2 separate regions of the Ovis aries genome follow, and region 1 is linked to region 2. Evidence: chromatin contacts called from public Hi-C data. All regions are on one chromosome and are shown on one strand. Each heading gives the region's core, a stretch centred on a gene start, on an enhancer-like site or on the middle of the called end of the contact. The rest is flanking DNA. Distances are from core to core; before and after follow the strand shown.

Evidence for each region. Hi-C and Micro-C count contacts between places; a contact is called where the count stands out from the background.
Region 1: a Hi-C map of liver shows a contact between it and region 2, with 2.3 times the contacts expected there. The contact joins the promoter of FGFRL1 here to the promoter of CTBP1 in region 2. A contact is called at or near these places in 2 of 16 Hi-C or Micro-C datasets (blood and liver).

What each region holds. Positions count from the first base shown.
Region 1 is chr6:118,037,833-118,042,669 of ARS-UI_Ramb_v3.0, reverse strand. It overlaps FGFRL1 (fibroblast growth factor receptor like 1), which reads left to right and starts at 1,663. Exons shown (of 7, transcript XM_060417713.1): 1 at 1,663-1,965; 2 at 2,550-2,644. The coding sequence starts at 2,566. It overlaps LOC114115366 (a long non-coding RNA gene), which reads right to left and starts at 2,654. Exons shown (of 2, transcript XR_003589750.3): 1 at 2,558-2,654; 2 at 268-575.
Region 2 is chr6:117,890,870-117,896,018 of ARS-UI_Ramb_v3.0, reverse strand. It overlaps CTBP1 (C-terminal binding protein 1), which reads right to left and starts at 3,056. Exons shown (of 10, transcript XM_027971335.3): 1 at 2,835-3,056.

The DNA of each region.
Region 1 (4,837 bases), core at 414-2,913, 150 kb before region 2:
CCAGTGCAGGGTGCATGGATTCGACCACTGATCTGGGAAGATCCCGAATGCTCCGGAGCAACTAAGCCCACGTGCCGCCAGTACTGAGCCCACGTGCCGCCAGTACTGAGCCCACGTGCCGCCAGTACTGAAGCCTGCACACCTAGGGCCTGTGCTCCCAACAAGAGAAGCCGCCACAGGAAGCCTGCACGCCACCAGAAGAGTAGCCCCCACTAGCCTCAGCTAGAGAAAGCCCTCTCACAGCAACGAAGACCCAGCACAGCCAAAAAGGAAATTAATAAATTTTAAATGTTTTTAGAAAATGATTCACAATGTCAGTGAAGAGACAGTGAAGGGAAACCCAGGGGAGACGGGCCCACTGATTCAGGCCAGTGAGCTTGGGGTGCGGTCAGGTGACGGACGGAAGGAGGGCAGTCATGGGGGCCAGTGGATGCTGGTTGCTGAATAGCCAAGGGAAGGGCAGAGGGCAAGGTGGAGAGAGACACAGGCCGGGGGCTCTCTCCAGTGCGTGGCTCCAGTCCTGGGCATCTCAAGCTCCTGGGCAATCCTGGGTGAATTACCTGCTTTCGCCGTGCCTGCACAAGTGACAGCGAGACGTCTGACTGATTATGAGGATTAAAGGCGGTGCTGAGTTATTAATACCCTTCTGTTAGCATCACTGGGCTTCCCGCCTGGTGCTAGCGGTAAAGAATCCACCTGCCAACGCAGGAGACCTAAGAGAGGCAGGTTTGATCCCTAGGTGGGGAAGATCCCCTGGAGTATGAAGGGCAACACACTCCAGACCCCTTGCCTGGGAAATCCCATGGACAGAGACGTCTGGCGGGCTACAGTCCAGAATCGGACACGACTGAGGGCACGCGCACCCCATCGCTAGCGGACAGGAGGCCGCAAACCGCCAGGTGGGCGGCGGGAACACATCTGCTCTCCGGCAAGCGGATCTATGAGCCGAGGCGCCAGGGCGGGATCTCTGCACCCCACGTCATGCCCGACTTGGCCCTCCCTGGAGTCGCCTGGGGTCAGAGCGGGGTCTTGGATCTCCCCTCCGTTCCCGACGACCACCGGGGGGCTCAGATGTCGGGACTCTGACTGCCCAGCTGGAGCTCGATCAGGGACGACTCTAGAGGCGCGCGGAGAGCTGTTGGCCTGAGGCTGGGGACTCGGATGCAGGCGCCAACGGGTGCAGGTGCGAGGTGGACGGCGCGGGACCTGGAGGTGCGCGAGGCGAGGCTGGGCCGGGGCTGCGTGGGGGCGCGGTGTGCTGGCCCGGCCGCCAGCGGCTGGAAACAAGCTGGGGGCGGGGCCAGGGCCCTGCGGGGGCGAGGCGGGCGGGCGGGGGCGGGGCCGCGCCCCGGGAGCCGCCCCCCGCGGGCGTCCCGTACTGCTAGGGTTAAGGCCGCGAGCCGGGCGGCGGCAGGGCGGGCGCGCTCGCCGATTGGCGGAAAGTTCGGGCGCGAGGCGGGGGGGCGGGGGCGGGGCGCGGGGCGGGGCGCTGCGGCCAGGACGCGCCGATTGGCGGGAAGTTCGAGCGCGGGGCGGGGCTCGGGGCGGGGCTCGGGGGCGGAGCGCGGGGCGGGGCGCGGGGGCTGCGGCGCGCCGATTGGCGGGAAGTTGTGTCGGGGCGGGGCGCGCGGCGGGCTCGGCGCTCGCTCCGGGAGAGTTGACAAAGCCCCGCAGGGAAGGACGCCTCGCGGCGTGGCGCCCCGGGCCCCTCGCCCTGCCGCCCCGGGATCGCGGCCCCGGCCCGCGGACCGCCCTCGCCACCCTCCTCGCCCCCCGCCCCGACCCCGGCCCCCGATCCCCGCCCCGGCCCCAGCCCGAGCCGCCCGCGCGCAGGTAGCGCCGCCCCGTCCCGAGGCCGGGCCCGGGGGCGCGGGGCGGCGGGGTGCGGCGCCCGGGGCGGCAATGACCGCGCAGCGCGCCCCGCGGGCCCGGCCCTGAGCCCCGCCGCCCGCGAGCCCCGCCGAGGTGAGCCCCTTCGCGCGCCTCCGATTCCCGGGGCAGACTGGGAGGGCCGATTCCGGAGGGTCGGGGGCCGGGGCCGCGGGAGGGGGCGGCGGGGGCCGAGCGTCCGGGTCCCCGCTCCGCGGCGAGGGGCCGCAGGCACCGGCACGCGCCGCCGCGGCTCCCGCCCGGCCCGAGGTCCTGCCCGCGCCCCGCCCCCGCCCCTGCACCCCACGTGGGCCCCCCCAACGCAAATTTGTCCGCTAATGGCGCAGGCGATTATCTGCGGGGCCGCCGGTGTTGTGTGTCCCGCGGGCAGGGCCCGAGTTACAAGCGCCAGGAATCCAGACGGTGTTTGGAGGGGGGGCGGGGGAGGTCGGTAATTAGTGTAAACCCTTTGTCTGCCTTTGATACCCACGGTTCCCCCGCCGCCGCTTCCTCCGCCCGGAGCGCGCCAGGGAAGGCGGGGCGGCCCGCACCTCGGTCCCCCTCGGTCCAGGGCCGGGGTGCTGGCTGCTCCGGGGCCCTCGGCCCGGAGGAGGGGGAGCGGGGCGGAAAACCCGCCCCCCCACCCGCACGTAGATGACCAGCCTCTGAATCCCCCCCAGGTCCGCACTGGCCGAGATGACGCCGAGCCCCGCGTCGGTGCTGCCGCTGCTGCTCCTGCTGCTGGGGGCCCTCCCGCCGGCCGCCGCCGCCCGAGGTGAGTGCTGGCGCCCAGCCCGGCGCCCCGGCCTCCGCCAGCGCCGCCCCTTTCCCTCCGGCCCTGAACTCTGCCACAGTGCCCGCCTGGCGCGCGTGCCTGCGCCCCGCCCCTGCTGGCCGCGCGCAGCCCGGCCCCTCACCCACTGGGCCCCCGGCTCACCCACGGGCCAGGGCAGCTCCCGCGTCGGCCCCACACCCGAGGGCTCCTCAGCTGTCTGCGGGGCCTCCCCTCTCGCCATGAGGTCCCCCAGATCACCCACGGGGTGGTCTCACTGCGCAGGCTCCCCCAGCTCTGGCACGGGGTCCCACACTGGCTGGCAGGTTGGGCTCTGGCCCCAGTTCCCCTCAGAGCACACACATCCACCCACCGCTGCAGTTGAGGGCAGCCGCTGGTGGAGGATTCCTGGGCAGTGGGCAGTTTGGCCACAGTGGACCCAGTTAGGCCCCTGACAACCTACAGAAACCCCCTGGTGGCCAGCGCCGGGTGTGGGGACAGTGGGGACCTTCTTAGCATGTGGGCCTAACGACCCAGACCAGTGCGCTAGGCCTGCCCGTCTCCAAGAAGGTGCAAGGTTGGGGCCAGGGGACTGAGGACCCAGCACACGGGGTGGGGAGTTGGGGCCTGTCTTAAAGCAGACGCTGAGGCCACCTCGTTCAGGCACACAGTGCGTCCCTCAGCGTGGCGTGTGTGCCACAGGGGGGCCTGGACACGGGCTGACACACTTTCTGTGCAAGAGGGCGGCCTTAGATACCCCTGGAGGGAGCCCTGCCCCAGCAAGGGGCGTCCTTGGCTGATGGGCGATGGGTGATGCGTGCCCGTGGCCTCCCACCGCCATGTTCCGCGCTGGCCTCCTTCAGCGAGGCGGGACCTGCGGCCAGGCCAGCCCTGTGGGGGTGTTGACCACTCAGGATCGCCCTTGCCCTGTCCACCAGTCCTCTGAGGCGTCGCACCCCGCCCCCGCCGCTGTCCCGCAGGCGCACCGAGCCCAGGCTGGCCTTATATGGCTGCATTCGGGTGTGGGGTGGCGGGCGGCGGCCCAGGTGGGCCTCATGCCACGGTACCCCCCCCCCGCCTGCCCTGCCGGGGACTGGCTGGCTCGCTTGAGGGTGGGGGCTGCCCAGGCGTGGCCGAGATGGCAGTGCCCAGGGTGCTGCGGACACTTGGGTCATGCCCAGCAAGGCTCCCCACCCCTGGGGCCAGCAGCTCAGCCTCCAATTTCTCTTTCATCTGCTTGGACTCCGCCATCCCTGAACCTGCCTGTCCTCTGGCCGCTTGGCTAGGGAGGCTCAGGAGGCCACTGGCCTGACCTGGCCACTGGCTGGAGCCTGAAGTGGAGGGGCGGGTGGCAGTGGGCCGTGGACGGCCGTAGGCAGCAGGGGCCACACCCCGCTCAGTGCCCTCTGGCTGAGGCCTTGGGCTGCATGGTGGGGGCCCTGGCGGCCGCAGGGAGGTGGGAGCCGCTTTCCAAGGGCAAGCAAGGGCCTCTGTGGTTCCTGGTGGGGGTGCTCTTCCTGGGTCGTGTTGGCTTGTCCTCCAGGCCTGGACTGGAGGGTAGAGTTGTCTCAGGCCCTTCCCACTTGGCGCGTGAACAGGCTGCGTGTGGGCCTTCTTCAGGCAGGCAAACCGGCGCAGAGAGAGTTTGGGTGGCTTTCTGAAGCCGCTTCCCCCGTGGTGTCACAGTTTCTGGAATCAGTACATTTCTAGACTCAGTATTTTTAAGGTTCCCCTTTTCCTAAAGTTTCACAATCTTGGTGGGTTAAGTCTTAAGCTTTTTTTATTTTCAAATTTGAAAACAGAATTTGGCTTTCTCCGTTTCCACTTTATTTCTCACAGTGGGAATTCAAGAGGCTCCGAATGAAGTGCCTTCTACAATTTACTTTGAAAAGAGTCATTTCAGGGCTTTCTGGGAAGTGCCACCTCTGGACTTTTCTGAGGGTGGTGCAGTGGACGGTCTCTGAGCAGCTGGCCCTGGAGGCCCCTCTCCCTCCCCTGGACCTGGCCAGCGCATGCCCGGCCACCTTCTGCCTGTGGGATGGGACAGACTTCAGGCCGACTTGCCTGGGGGCTGTGGTGGAAGGCTCTGCCAGGGCATGTGAGTCCACAGGGAGGCGTGCGGCTGTCAGAAAGGCTGTGATGTGTGTGCTGGTGGACCTCAGCCTCTGACCGGGCTGCAAGGGGCCGCCTCCTTGC
Region 2 (5,149 bases), core at 1,807-4,306:
TCAGAGGGGGCGGCTGGGGACACGGGCTGTGACTTGACAGCCGCGCTGAGGGGCGCTGCCGGCAGCAGGGAGCTGCGTGGGGGACAGACACTCTGCACCGTCTCGCGCTCACTCCCGCCTGTGCCACACACCGGGCGCGCGGCCCCGCGACCCCCCAGCCACCGCGCCTGGGCTGTACCCTCGGGCACAGCTCCCCAGGGTGCGGCTGCTCCAGGAGAGACCGGGGCTGTGGCTGGCAGACTCCAGGGTCACCAGAGTCGCTGAGCCCCCAGACTGGTCACAGCACATCCCTGCATCTGCAGAACGCCCCGGGTTCCTGAGAGCCCAGGCCTAGGCCTCAGCGCACCCGCAGCGCTGGCTCAGGGGCACGCACTGGCTCATGCCGCCTGGTGCAGGGCTACGGAGCATCGCAAAGCGGACACTCCCAGAGCTCACCTCCGAACAGCCTCTGCTTCCGCTCCAGCCCCAGAACTGCCGCCTCAAACTCAAGTTCCAAACTCTGCAGCCACGAACAGGGTCCCTGACCCCACGTCCAGCCCTCCAGCCATCTCCCCGGCCCCACGGCCCCCACGCTCCACCAGGCTTCCGGCCTGCACACTGCGGCCCCCTGGTCACCGCAGTCCCTTGCACACGCCTCATCAGCAGGAAGCGCATGCGTCACTGCCCCTGGTACCTTCCCATCCTCCTCTGCAAAGCCGGCCCATCGGTCAGGATGTGCCCTTTGGCTGACCACGAGTCACAGCTGACACACCAAGGCCCCCCGCCCACCCCCGTGTCACTCTGTCGGAAGAGCCGGCAGCAGCCACGCCTTCTCCAGCTCACCCCTGCCCCCAGCACAGCCGTCTGAGCAGGGTTCTGGCCACACTGACAGGGCGGGTCTGGCTGTGGTGGATGCTGAGCCCCTGGAGGCAAGGCCAGGGGGCTCCCCCAGGCACACAGGGCTTCAGAGCACCCGCAGCAGGCCCACCCACCAAGAGTCAGCCTCACAGCGCAGTGTCCTCAGCTCCTCAGAAACCAAAAGGCGCCCCGCACACGTGCTAGATAAAAGCCGTGACGCGAGGCACGTATGTGTCACGAAGACCCCTCGCCACTCGAATTCATCTCTGCCACCGTCTTCACTCACGCCCACCTGTGTGCACATGCCCTGCTACCTTCGTGATGCTCAAGAGTCCCAGGAAAACTTCACCCAAATCAAGTGACAGAGAGGGGCAGGTTCACTGTGAAACAAACCGCGGCCCTGCACGCCACCCTCCTGCCTTCCGGAGGGACAGTCTGCACAGGGACCCCGGTCCTGAGCCTTGCCCCCTACCTCCAGGGCCTAGCACCCTCCCCATCCCCCGCCCTGCCCCTCCACCTGACAGGTGGCACCCGCTCCGTCACGTGGCCCCACTTCTAACGCTCCAGCCCCTCTACAGCCACAGCGCAGAGAGCACAAGGCCACGACCATGCACCAGGCAGGGGCTCAGCCTGGGCTCCCTGAGCGCCAGGCCTGCGCTCTTGCCTGCTGCGGCCACTCGTCCAGAGGCTCAGGGATGCCGCCCCGTGCAAGAATGGACAGGAGACGCTAACCCACAGGGCACCCGCCCGTCCACACTGCTGGAGACGAGCTTTCTCCTGAGTGTCTGTCTGCCTCTGCGTACATACATTTGAGACTTGGGTGGGGGGATCCTGGAGAGGGAGAAGGTGCCCCCGCGGGGTAAGACCTGCAGACCCCACTCTGGACCCCTCATGTGCGACCCAACTGTCCAGTCATCCAGACAAACGGGAGGGGTGGTATCACTCCTCGGGGCGGGCTCGGAAGAAAACCAATCCCATCGCACGCCCCAACAGCGAGCCTGTCCTAACCAACCACAGAGAAGAGCATCACCGGAAAGGAGGCTGCCCGCCACAGGCCGCCCTCCCGGCAAGCCCAGGGCCGGGGGTGGGGGGGGACCCTCCGCGGCAGGCAGGCACCGGCCAGAGGGAGCCCCGCCCGGACCCACGGCCGCTCCTGCGTCCACAGACCTCGGAGCCCGGGGCCCGGACGCGCCCCCAGCGCGAGGGGGGCCCGGCCGGGGGAGCTGGGCCTGCTCGGGGGCAGTGACAGGTGGACACGGCCCGGCCCGACGGCGGCGGCGCGCGGCGGCCAGCAAAGCCCCACCGCGGGCCGCCCCCGGCCGCAGGCTCGGGGCGCCGCCCGGGCACGGAGTGCGCCTGCTCCCCACACTTGACAGAGCAAGGAGGGGACGGGGTGAGACGGACGCGGCCACAACCGTCCGGCCGCTCGGGCGGACACGGGCCCGGGCCGGGTGTCACCCCCGCCGCCGCGCCCCGTCAGACGTTTCCACAGCGGGGCCGCAGTGCACGGGGGCGCAAAGCCCCGGAAGGCCCAGCCCCAGAGGACTCGGGGCCGCCGGCGCGCCCGGCCTCCCTGCGGGGCCCCGCCGGCAGGAGCCCCGCCAGCCGGGACCGCAGGGCGGACAGGCCGGCAGGGCCCCCGCCTCGGGCGCGGAGTCCCGGCCGCCACGGTCCTCAGGGCCCCGCACCCCTTTGTGTCACCTGCGCGGGCGGGCGGGCGGGCGGGGCGGCGGCGCACGCGCACTCGCGCACAGCAGCCCGCGCACGCGCGCGGCGGCCCCCGCGGCCCTGACCCCGGCCCCGCCCCCCGGGCGCCGGCGCGCACGCAGCAGCCCGCGCATGCGCACGGCGCCCCCCGCGGCCCCGGCCCCCGGCGCGCGGACGCCGGCGCGCACGCGCACTCGCACACAAAGCCGGCGCCCGCGCCCGCCCCGCCCGCCCCCGCGGCCCCGCCCCGCCCCGCCCCCGCGGCCGGAAATGCGCGCGCGCGGCCTTACCGAGCGGCAGGCCCTTGTTGAGCAAGTGCGAGCTGCCCATGGAAAGGTGCGGGCGGCCGCGGGCCCCGACCAGTCCGGCGCGCTCCGCCGCGAGCCCGGCGCGTGGCGCGGCCTGGGCGCCGTCCGCCGCTCCGCCCGCTTGCCTGCGCCCGGGCGCCGCCGTGCCGAGCCGCCGCGCCGCGCCAGCAGCCGCTCCACCGGGCGGGGACAGGGCGCGCGCGCGGGCGGGGCTTCCGGCGCGGCGGCCTCCTGTTTCCAGGAGCGGGCGCCGCGCAGACCACGCGGGCGGCTGCAGGCCGCGCCCGCCCGCCCCGCCCGCCCCCCGGGCCCGGCGCCCCGCCCCGCCCCGCCGGCCGCACCTGCCGGGCGCCCCGCGGGCCCCGCGCGCGCTCTCGCCGCGGCCCCCCGGCCTGGAGCCCGCTGAGCCCCTCGTGCACCTTCCCGCGTGCTCCCATCCCCGCACCCACGCGCCGGCCGCCGAGCGAGCGGCGTCTGCGACCCCGGGTTTTAAGGGTCCTTTGGGCTCCTTGGGGCCACGAGGTCGGGGGAGGCAGCGGCGCCGCCCCCGGAGGTTCCTCTGAGATAACCGGCCCTTGTGCTTGAGATCCGGGGACCGAGGAGGGCACAGGCCTGGGCGGGGCAGCTCCCCCGGAACCGGGGCGGTGGAAGTGGTCCCTGGGAAGCGGCCAGGTATGTGGCCGAAGTCGGTGTAAATCCGACCTCCCCCACCCCACCCCCAGCCCCAGCGAGCGACCTGTGCTTCGTTCCAGAACTCCCGAGGGGTCCTGGCACTCGAGGGTCAGGAGGGCTCTCCAGGGTGGGAGGTCGCCAGGCCCCAAGGTCAAGGTGCTCCGGTCATGGGCAAGGACGGAGGCTGACCCTGGGAGACCGTGATGTCTAGAGCAGGGGTGTCCTGGCAGTGGGAATGCTGGCAGGTGGCCTTGAAGACGGGCAGTGCCCCTGTCTTCACAGGTGAAAAGCACGCTGAGCAGGACAGCAGTTGGCTGGTGAAACGCGAGGAACCGTGCTGAGCGCAGCTGGCCTCCACATCCTGCACATCCACAAGCCAGTGAGAAAGGGTGGGTGGGTTTGATAAGCGTCGATAGGGGAACTGGGCATCTAGCCACAGAACAGATGCTTTTAAATTCGTGCTTGGTACTCACCTGTGAGATTACCTCCCAAATTGGGTTAATTAGAACATTTAGGGGAAATGAGAAAACAGGGTTAAATGAACATTCAGCAAGTCTCAGAGAACTTTCCTGAACACAGACAAAACCACTCACAAGGGAAAGCCCGGACCCCCAGACCTGGGCACGTGTCTGGCCCGCACACCCCTCTGGCTCTCTCAGTTAACAGGATGGGGCCCCTGAGGCGACTCCTCCAGCCCCTGCTGTCCGAGACCAGGGTTCTCCTTCCCTACCCGGGCCCCAGCCCAAGGTCACCTGCCCCTCTCCAGCCCAGCAAGCTGCGCAGTGAGCGTGAGAACGGAAATCGGATTCCGCCATACCCTGCTCAGAGCCCTGCCAGCTTCTCATCGCACGGGGTGGGTCAGAGAGCCCCGGCCGCCCCCTGCCTCTCTCCCAGCCTTCCTTCCGCGCCTGCCTCGTGCTTCATCCTGGCGTCCTCCTCCCCACTGCCGCATCTGCTGTTTCTGATGCCTTCCGGTTCCCCGCTTCCCGAGGTCGGTTTCTCCTCCATGCCCCATGCCTGCTGTCGAACTCAGCTTTGTCTGAGCCTCCTTCCCGCTGCCCTGTGAGTGCCCTGAGGACAGGGTGTCTGCACCCCTGCCCTTCTGCATTCGAGGTGGGAGACCGCTGGATGGAGGCGTGGGAGGAACTGACCAGCCCTCCACACATGCCTGTCCCACACGTATTCCCTGCATCCTCAGGACCAGTCCAGGGCACCCAGGCTGCAGGCTCCCGCCTCTGATGCGCCAACACCCCTGACCCCTCCCTACCTTCGAGCATGGCCCTAAGGACCCGGAATCGCCTGCAGAGAACTGCCCTGCAGACCAAGGCCAGGGTGGCGGGCAAGGAGGCCGGGAGAAGCTCACCCCTGTCTCCCCACAGCACAGGGCAAGCCTGGACCTAGGACAGAGCACCCACCCACCCGGCCAGCTCTGCTGGCACCTCCTGGTGAAGCCCCGTCCCGGGAGGACTCACCCCCTGGAAGGGGGGCCCGGGAGGAGCCCCAGCCCTTCAGCTGGGTCTGCGTGTGTACCCAGAGTACGTCCTGGGGCTTCAGCTCTGCCTCCCTAACTGAGCCCTCTGCAGAGATGGGCCCAAGGAGACTAGAATGTGTTGGTTCTTTCGGGA